3 separate regions of the Mus musculus genome follow, and regions 1 and 3 are each linked to region 2. The links are chromatin contacts, called in public promoter capture Hi-C maps. All regions are on one chromosome and are shown on one strand. Each heading gives the region's core, a stretch centred on a gene start, on an enhancer-like site or on the middle of the called end of the contact. The rest is flanking DNA. Distances are from core to core; before and after follow the strand shown.

Region 1 (2,700 bases), core at 93-2,592, 1.0 Mb after region 2:
TCTTTCTTCTATAAGTTGCCTTGGTCATGGTGTCTCTTCACAGCAGTAGAAAATAACCAAACAGTCCTCATCTCTGAAGGGCACCTGCCAAGTGTCAGCACCTCGCATCTCTCCCAAGCAGACTACTGTCTTCTAGGCATTAGACCAGGAGACATACACAGAGTGGCTTCAGGGACACCCAAAGGTGTTTCTCACAACACTAAAAGCATTCCAAAATAGGCCTACAGCTACATCTTGGTGATGGTATTATTGGTTGTGTAATTCTCTCTAAATGTTCATAATATTACTTCATAGTGACAAAAACTCAGGCCAGGTGTGATGGCACTTGCCTTTAATCCCAACACTCTGAAGACAGAGGCGAGTGGATCTGTGTAAGTTTGAGGTCAGGCTCATTTATATAACAAGTCTCTAGGGGTTTCTCCTGTCAGATCCCTGGCACTCTCTAATCATTTCCTCTGCCTTATCAGACAGGGTGAGTGCCTAGGGCCGGGGGTGAGCCTGGCTTGTTCCCTGACATGATCAATACAGAATCTCCAGACATGTCTAAAAAGTAAAAGAAAACTAGGGAGATTTCCGACATCACATACAGTGTGCCACAGAGCCAAGAAATTCCACTGTATAATCCTGACCGCGTTGGCGGAAGCTAGTCCTATCCCACCTGTTCCTAAGACCACTGGTGTGAATGTGGAGCAAGGTCACCCTGCATGACTCCTGTTGCTTAGTTCTCCTCAGCCTCAGGGTTCCTATCTTTAAGCACACTCTAAGATCTGGCTAAAGTGGGGAGAGGGGGCATTGTGCATAGACATATAGAAGCGTTCTACAATGTAAAGGGACTTGGGTAGCCCAGAAGGCCCCGCGGTGTCCAGAGCAGGCAAACTAAGCACAATCTTGAGCTGGGTGCAAACTGCAGGCAAGGAAGCACACCTTTGCTGTGTTTGAGGATAGGAAGGGCAACTGTGAGCAGATGCCAGGCACGCGGGGGCCACTGGATCTGGACCAAAAAGAAGGTATGTGCGAGGGTCCGGCCGCCCTCCTTCTCTTCACGGCCACGCCTCTCGCCGTGGCCAACTTGCCGACGCGCGCGACCTCCTGAACCCCTGGGCTGCGCACGCTCTCGGCGCCCGGAGCTGCGCCAGGCCCCGGGTGGGAGGACAAGGAGGGTCCCCGCGCAGGCTCCGAGTCCCGCGGGCGCCGCGGCCGTTTCCAAGCTGCCCCATGCGCTCCTCCCGCGCGCCGTGCGTGTCCGAGCGCGGGCGCTCGCAGTGCAGGTGGGCGCGCTCTCGCGGGCGGGGGTCCGGCCGGGCCGCGCGCCTCCCCCGGAACTCGGCCGTGCCATTCCCATGATGCCCAGCCACCGGGCACGGCTTCCGGAGCGCGGTCGCCGCCGCCGCGGGTAGGTGGCGGGAGAGACGGCCCGGGGTGGGGGGTGGGGGTCGCCCCGCCCCTCGCCGCGCCGGCCCCGCCCTCCTTTCCCGCGCTCCCACGGCGCGCCGGGCCCCTGAGTCCCCGCGGGACTCCGCGGTGGCTGCGGGCGCCCGACCGAGGGAGGGCGGGGCGGGAGTGTCCGTGCTTCCCCGCTCTCCGGGCCCGGCGCCTCCCGGGACGCGGGGCGCAGGGCGGGCAGCTGGGCTGGCTTCGTGGTGCAGGCCGCGGCGTGCAGGGTCCGGATCGGGTTGGTGGCTGAGGCTGGTGTTATCACGGGAGAGGGTCCCGGCCCCCGGGAGGCGCCTCTCGCGGATGCCTGGCGCTTGTTGCGCCCTGCGTTCCTCGAGAGCCAGCGGGCGCCGGGCGGGCCCAGGTGTGGCTCAGGTGAGGGGCGGGCTCCCGGTCACTGAGGCCGGCCTGGCCTTCAAGGCTGCCTTCTCGACCTGCCACGAACAGCTTCGAGACTCCCGGATTCCCTAAGCCTGGGATCCCAGAAAATTACTCGGGGGGGATGGATGGATGGGGGCACAGACCAGCCGGAGGCCCTGCCACTGACTGGAGAAGGGTTGGCATTAACCTGCTGAAGACCAGACTGCGGCTCCCTCTCAGACAGTGAGAAGAGCAGTCAGTACTCAGGCAGCAGGGGGATCTGTCTCCCCTTGCTTCCAGCACTGTGCACAGGGATTGGCAGTCACAACAATTTTTCTGGGGGCCGAATCTTGTCAGCACCTCTGGCTCCTAAGGACCAAATCTTACCCACACCCACTTTAAGTTGGAGTACAGGGCCCTCTACATCATAAGTTAAGTGCAGAGTCCATGCTGGGGGGGGGGGGGCAGAGAGGGGTGATGATTGTACCCACAACCACCCTGGAAACCTGATTCCCAGAGCCTCCAGTTTAAAGCCCCAATTCTGGCTTCAGCTCACATTTCTAACTGTGAAGTTCATGGTTCTCCAGAGTGACAGCTCCCAAGATTGACCAGGTAGCTGGACCAACAACCATTAAGACTGTCAGAGGAGCTCAGTTCTGGGTCCATCGTTATAAGCTGTGAGCAGGTGAGTGGAAATAAACTGATTTATTCCCTCGGCTCTGCACCTGCTGTCATGTTAAGATATTAATGTTACTCACCCCATCCCACCCTGCCCTGCCCCAACGGGGAAAGCACTTTTTGTTGTGTTTACTTTGGTGGGTTGAGACAGCATCAAGTAGCCCAGATACTGTCTTTGAACTAGATAAGGAACCAGTACTAGCCTTGAACTCCTGATCCTCTGGCCTT
Region 2 (2,700 bases), core at 82-2,581:
TGGGACATCTGCGGCCGGAAGTTGATGTCCTTAAGGTCGATGGAACCGGGGGAGAGGTTGTGCAGCAGCTGGCACAGAAGGACGCCGTCGCGCAGCGCCTGCGCCAGGTCGAAGACCACCGCCGAGGGCCACACGACGCGGTGGTTGGGCGGCAGGACCTTGCAGTCGATGAGCCAGCGGCCGCATTGCCGCCACTGCTCCATGGCGCCCGCGGCGCCTGTGCGCTCGCCGCTGCGGCCGCTGGCCAGCTGGCTCAGGGTAGCGCTCCGGCCAAAGTGCGGTGACCGCGGGGCATCCCGCCCGCCCGCGCGGGGCTCGGCCGCCGGGGCGGGGCTTCGCGCAGGCGGCCCCGGGTCCCCGCTGCGCGGCCGCACGGCCCTCCTCTTCCTCCTCCTCCTCTTCGGGCTACTAGCCGGCCGCCGCTCCCGCCCACGTGCGGCCAACCGGCGCTCGCGGGGCAGCGTGCGGGGTCCCTCTTTCACACACACAAGTCCGCTCGTGCTCCGGCCGGGGCTCCACGCCTCCTGCAGTCGCAGCGCTTCTCGATCCGCCCCTCTGGGCGCCGCATTCTGAGCTCCGGGCGCCCCGCTTCGGCCACCGCTCCTGCCCCACCCGAGACAAAGGCGCAGCGGGTCGCTCGCTCCCTGCGTCCGGCGCCTGAGCTGCTCGCTCCACCGTCGCTTTGTTCGCCGGGCCCGCGGGCTCTACGCCACTCGCGGGGCACTGGGACTCCGAGGCTCCGCGGCTCCTAGGCGCTGGGGGTGCAGGGGGCGCGGCCACGGCCGGGCGGGGCCGGGGGCGGAGCTGGCACCTTCACCCGGCACCTCCCCGGAGACCCAAGCACCGCCTCCAACCCGTCCTCCCACTTCCTGCCCCTGGGCCGCCAGCGAAAGTTGAGGAAGGCGGGGCTCCTGAGCAGGCTCCCCGCCCACGACTTTCCCTAGGTGCACGTGGAGGCTGGAGGTCTTTCTTGCGGTGCGATGAGGCCGCCGCACGGCAGAAGAGACTAGAAGATGACCGCGGTAACGCTGGGTGCCCTTGCAGGGTCTTTCGGCAAAGATAGACCCCAGAACGCGAACCAGGCTGGCCTACACACCCTACGCCCCTATGGCCTCTTCCAGTCCTCTGTCCTTGCCAGGGTCCGCAAGACACTCCGCCTCCACAATAACGGAGAGAGGGGGAAAAAAATCCTTCACTTTCAGCCCCCTTGATTGTCTAGTGGGAGGTGCTGGAGAGATAGACCGTGTTGTGTCCTGAGGACATTGTGACAGTGGGAGGGACTTCAAAAGCATAAATAACTGATTTTTGTGATTAAAATTAATTTGCTCTGGACAGTATCAGGAGCTGTGGGTTCTTGGTAAAGAAGAAGGGAACCCCACAAAGCCAAGTCTTCTATGAGACTGGTGTCATGAAAGGGAGCTAGAAGAGAGGAAAGTGACCAGTTTCCAAGAGCCGAGCTTTTGTGGGCGGTGTTCTGTCAGCCCCTGCCTCTCTCAGTTTACCTGGGCCAGGGAAGGATGACAGATCTGTCCCCTGCACCCAGGGAAGTCCCTCCCAGAAAGGCCTCTCTCTGCAGGAAGTCCCATCACCTGCCCCACCTAAGGAGGAAGCATGAACCCTAATCCTAGAGATCCGGCAGAGAAGCCAGGTAGAGCCTTCAGCCCCTCTACTTCACCTCTGAATAGCTTCAGGGGAAGGACCTCCTGCGGACTGGGGGTTAAATCGTCCAAAGCACAGGGCTACAGGCAGACCCTCCAGCATCTCCCTAAGAGTCATTCAACACCCTGCACCAAAGGGAGGAAAAAGAAAGAAGGAAAGAAAGGAGATTGCAAAGCTGAAAGCAAAGCACCCTGCTAAATGCTGCTGCATTCATGCCTTGGCGTGTGTACCCAGGGAGCTCTCTCACAGAAAAGAGGCCTCTGTGCTCCCAGCACTCCAGCCTTCCTGCCTCATCAGAAGCTAAGACCAGGTCTAGGACAAACGAATTTTGCCATCCAATCAAGCGTTCGTCTGCTGCCCCCTGGTGGTCTTGAGGGCAATGGCATCAGCTGACAGCCTAGATGCTACAAAAGAGGGGTCTGTCTGTCTTTGAGGGGCTGTAGTGCAGAGCATATAGTGGAGTTAGCATGTCAGTCCTCCAAGTCAGAAGATCCAGGCCTCCTGGCACCAGCAGAACTCTCTGGTACCCAATTCCTTATCTGGCTAGTGGGGACATCACTCATCTCGGAAATAATAGAAAGGATGAATGAAGAAAAGCTGGGTGGGAAGTATTCCAGGTGTCTGTTGTGCATGTGTAGGTCAGAGTTCACGAGCTCAAAACAAACATGCGGAGGACTGGTAAAGGGGATCTTTCTCCTCACCCATTCTCTCAGCCCAGAACTGTTCACCAGGATTGCCCTCTGGAAGTGTCCAAGAGAAGTGTACCTCCCCACTTTGGTCATGAGCACCACTGAAAGCCACTTGTGCTGAATACCAGAGCTCTGCAGTGAACTGAGCAGACGAAACCCTGAGGTAGGAACTGTCAACCCCAGCCACATGTCTGGGATGTGGGAAGTGGGCCACCAACTAACCATGCACGAGGCTTCAGAGAAGAATGCCCCTGGAAAGGGGTAGCAGGTCTCCTGGGAGCTCTTACGGGATAGGGGCAAGCATGGCTATGGAGAGCCAGGCCTCGTCCAGAGGCAGTTCTACATCATAACG
Region 3 (2,700 bases), core at 71-2,570, 1.3 Mb before region 2:
ACCCACACACCCGGCTACTGGTTGCCCAGTACTCCCCATTACTTCCATAGTGACTTATAACAGTCCCCTTCAAGGACACTCCATGCAGAGTCACAAGAGGACTGGGATGAAGGGGGTGTCCACATAGCAAGCCCCTAAGGTTACTTGCTGGGCCTGAACTTTGGCATTATTTTGGCAGGTTACCATCTCACCTCCCACTGATCTTGCTCCGTAAATTGAGGCACCAAGACCTCTTCCCTGGGGCTGCCTGTACACAACAAAAGCATTACTGGCTTATCTAGGCTGGACATAGTGTCAGAGTTCTCCAAACTGGGACACAGAGAGGAGAAATGGCGTGTGGTTCCTTGTTTCACCAAGCAATTGTCATTCGCAGCAGCCTATGTTAATTTGCATATGGGGGAAAAAAAACACTAAATTTCAAACTATGGGACACTAGAGACCAAAAGTTGGTAACAGGACAGGGCAACATCGCCAACAGGCTTTTGCGACTTCCACTCCAACGGCTTCTGTCACCGCCGTAGGTCCTGAGCAAATGGCCGCCAGCGCAGCTGCGGCCGAGGCGCAGTGGGAGGAAACCTGTCCCGAGCCGGGGAGGCTTAGCTATGTTTTACCCAGCTAGACAGGGCAATGGCCTCATTCAGGCGTGTCACTGGACACCGCACAGGAGGGGGATGCGGTCTGCAGCAGGTGTACTCGGGTGGAGGTGCATGCCATGGCGCGGCCCGGCGCGGGGCACGCGTCTCTGAGCACGGGACCCTAGAGCAGGACATCCAGCTCTCCAAGGCCCGCTAACTCGGCGCGTGGAGATACGACCCTCACTAGCCATAGGCTACGCGCGACCCCGGCCCTCAGCCCGCGTTTTCTGCGGGCGCCACTTCCGGTGTCGGGGCGCCGTTGCCGTGGAGACGGCCCTTAGGTCCGTGGCCGGTCCCCGCCCGTCCTCGGCGGCTCACCCGGTGCCCTCTCCGTGGCGGTGCCGGTGTCCGGAACCATGCGGCGGGCCGACGGTGCTGGGGACCGGGCCTGCGGCTGAGCTTGTGCCCCGGGGGTGCGACGCCAAGGCGGGCACATGCCGCCGAGGACGGGGTCGCTTCGCGCGGCCCTTCAGTTGCCCCCGGCTGGCTCTGGCCCGGAGGGGAGGGCGCTCCCGGGCCGGGCCCGAGGCGTTTGTCCCAGCGTGGGAGCCGTAGTGTTGTCCCTCGGCGGCCACCGTAGCACGGTCTTCACGCCCCCTCCGCCCGCGACGACACGGTGAAGCCTCGCAGCGCCCACCGCGGGCCCGCGCGGAGCATCCAGGAATTCCTCATTATCCGAGGACGCGCACTAGCGTGCGCGCGCCGTGAGCCGACCGTGACGTCATTGGCCCGCGGCCTCAGCCGGAGCGTGAGTTTAGCTCTCCCGCGCAGGCGCAGATGGGAGAACTAAGGGCGAGGAGGCTGGTCCTCTCCGTGTCAGTGCGCGTGCGCGAGTGTGGGAGGGGCTTTCTCGCTGTGGTGTGAGCTTGTCTCCTTTCTGGTGGTGCGGTGGAGTTTTTCCTGTGTCCCAACGCGCGCCGCTGGCACCCAGAGAGCAGTGACGGTTGCAGATGAAGCGATCTCGTGCTTTAGGGGTACTCGCTGTAGAGCACAAGGATCCTGGAAGCGCCAAAAGAAAGAGTTAAGCTGGTGTGTCACCGGTCTAAATGACCTTGCCAGGTTCCTGCAAGCAGGTGTGGTAGGTTTCAGTTAAAAGTTGATGTGTGCGTTTGTTGCTAGGATGTGGAGAGAAGGTTGGGTCAGGCCATCATCCCATGACGGACCGGAAAGTAGCCTTACAGGGTTATCCTACATTGACCCTCCTGCTTACCCAGGCGTCAAATGCAGGCTCCCAGGGAAGAGAAACAGACCCTTTGCAGGAAAGGGGAACCTAGGGCTGGCTGCAAGGCACCTTTGCACTTCACAGGGAACACTTGGAGGCCCCAGCCCACGCAAGACCAAGAGCAGCTACAGGCAGTGGCATGTGCACATCCTGCCAGTACAGCCCACAAATGAATGAATAGATGTAAAAATAAGTGAATGTGCCATATGTCATTATACTCTCTTTTAATCACAGCACTCCAGAGGCAGGCGGATCTCTGTAAGTTCTATGCCAGCCAGGTCTTCTTGGTGAGAGTATGTCAAACACATCTTGGGTCAGTGAGATGGCTTGTGGGTAAAGGCACTTGCCACCAAATTAACAATCCTTGGTACCCACATAACAAAGGTGAAAATTGATGCCCTCCTGTTGCCCTCTGACTTACACACACACACACACACACACACACACACACACACACCATGCACACAGAAGTAATGCTTACAATAAGTCTAAGTCAACTGGAGCCCCTGGACTATGTGACCCTGTCTCGAAACAATAAGAAGCATTTCCTCCCCTGGCCTGAGTTTCTGTCACCCTGGAGTGATGATCTTCTGTTTTCTTGATCGTCCCCTCCTTTAGCTCCCCCCTTGGTTCTGTCCCTACTAGAGATGTCCAGTTTCTCTACTTTTTCTGTCCCTCTGTCCCTTTCCACTTGTTCAGCCCTGTTGCTCCTGTAAGAGCCCTCAGAGTCCTCTACACCTCTGACTTTGAGGCTCTCTCCCTCTGAGGTTGGGCAGGTAGCTGCTGCTGACAGCTCTTGGCCTCTAATGTTGGACCACTGGACGGAGACTGAAAGCACCCTGA

Evidence for each region. Promoter capture Hi-C pulls out the DNA fragments that hold promoters and counts their contacts. Capture Hi-C pulls out chosen DNA fragments and counts their contacts.
Region 1: a promoter capture Hi-C map of embryonic stem cells shows a contact between it and region 2, with 3 times the contacts expected there. The contact joins the promoter of Ppp1r26 here to the promoter of Vav2 in region 2. A contact is called at or near these places in 1 of 39 promoter capture datasets (embryonic stem cells), 1 of 484 Hi-C or Micro-C datasets (embryonic stem cells) and 1 of 115 datasets of contacts at active chromatin or transcription factors (embryonic stem cells).
Region 3: a promoter capture Hi-C map of liver shows a contact between it and region 2, with 2.8 times the contacts expected there. The contact joins the promoter of Tmem250-ps here to the promoter of Vav2 in region 2. A contact is called at or near these places in 1 of 39 promoter capture datasets (cranial neural crest), 1 of 115 datasets of contacts at active chromatin or transcription factors (pancreatic cancer cells) and 2 of 9 other capture datasets (liver and pancreatic islet).

What each region holds. Positions count from the first base shown.
Region 1 is chr2:28,445,504-28,448,203 of GRCm38.p6, forward strand. It overlaps Ppp1r26 (protein phosphatase 1, regulatory subunit 26), which reads left to right and starts at 1,343. Exons shown (of 4, transcript NM_001005420.2): 1 at 1,343-1,393; 2 at 2,382-2,479.
Region 2 is chr2:27,426,277-27,428,976 of GRCm38.p6, forward strand. Vav2 (vav 2 oncogene) reads right to left here and starts at 1,332. Exons shown (of 28, transcript NM_009500.2): 1 at 1-1,332. The coding sequence starts at 203.
Region 3 is chr2:26,139,186-26,141,885 of GRCm38.p6, forward strand. It overlaps Tmem250-ps (transmembrane protein 250, pseudogene), which reads right to left and starts at 1,321. Exons shown (of 2, transcript NM_001256521.1): 1 at 954-1,321.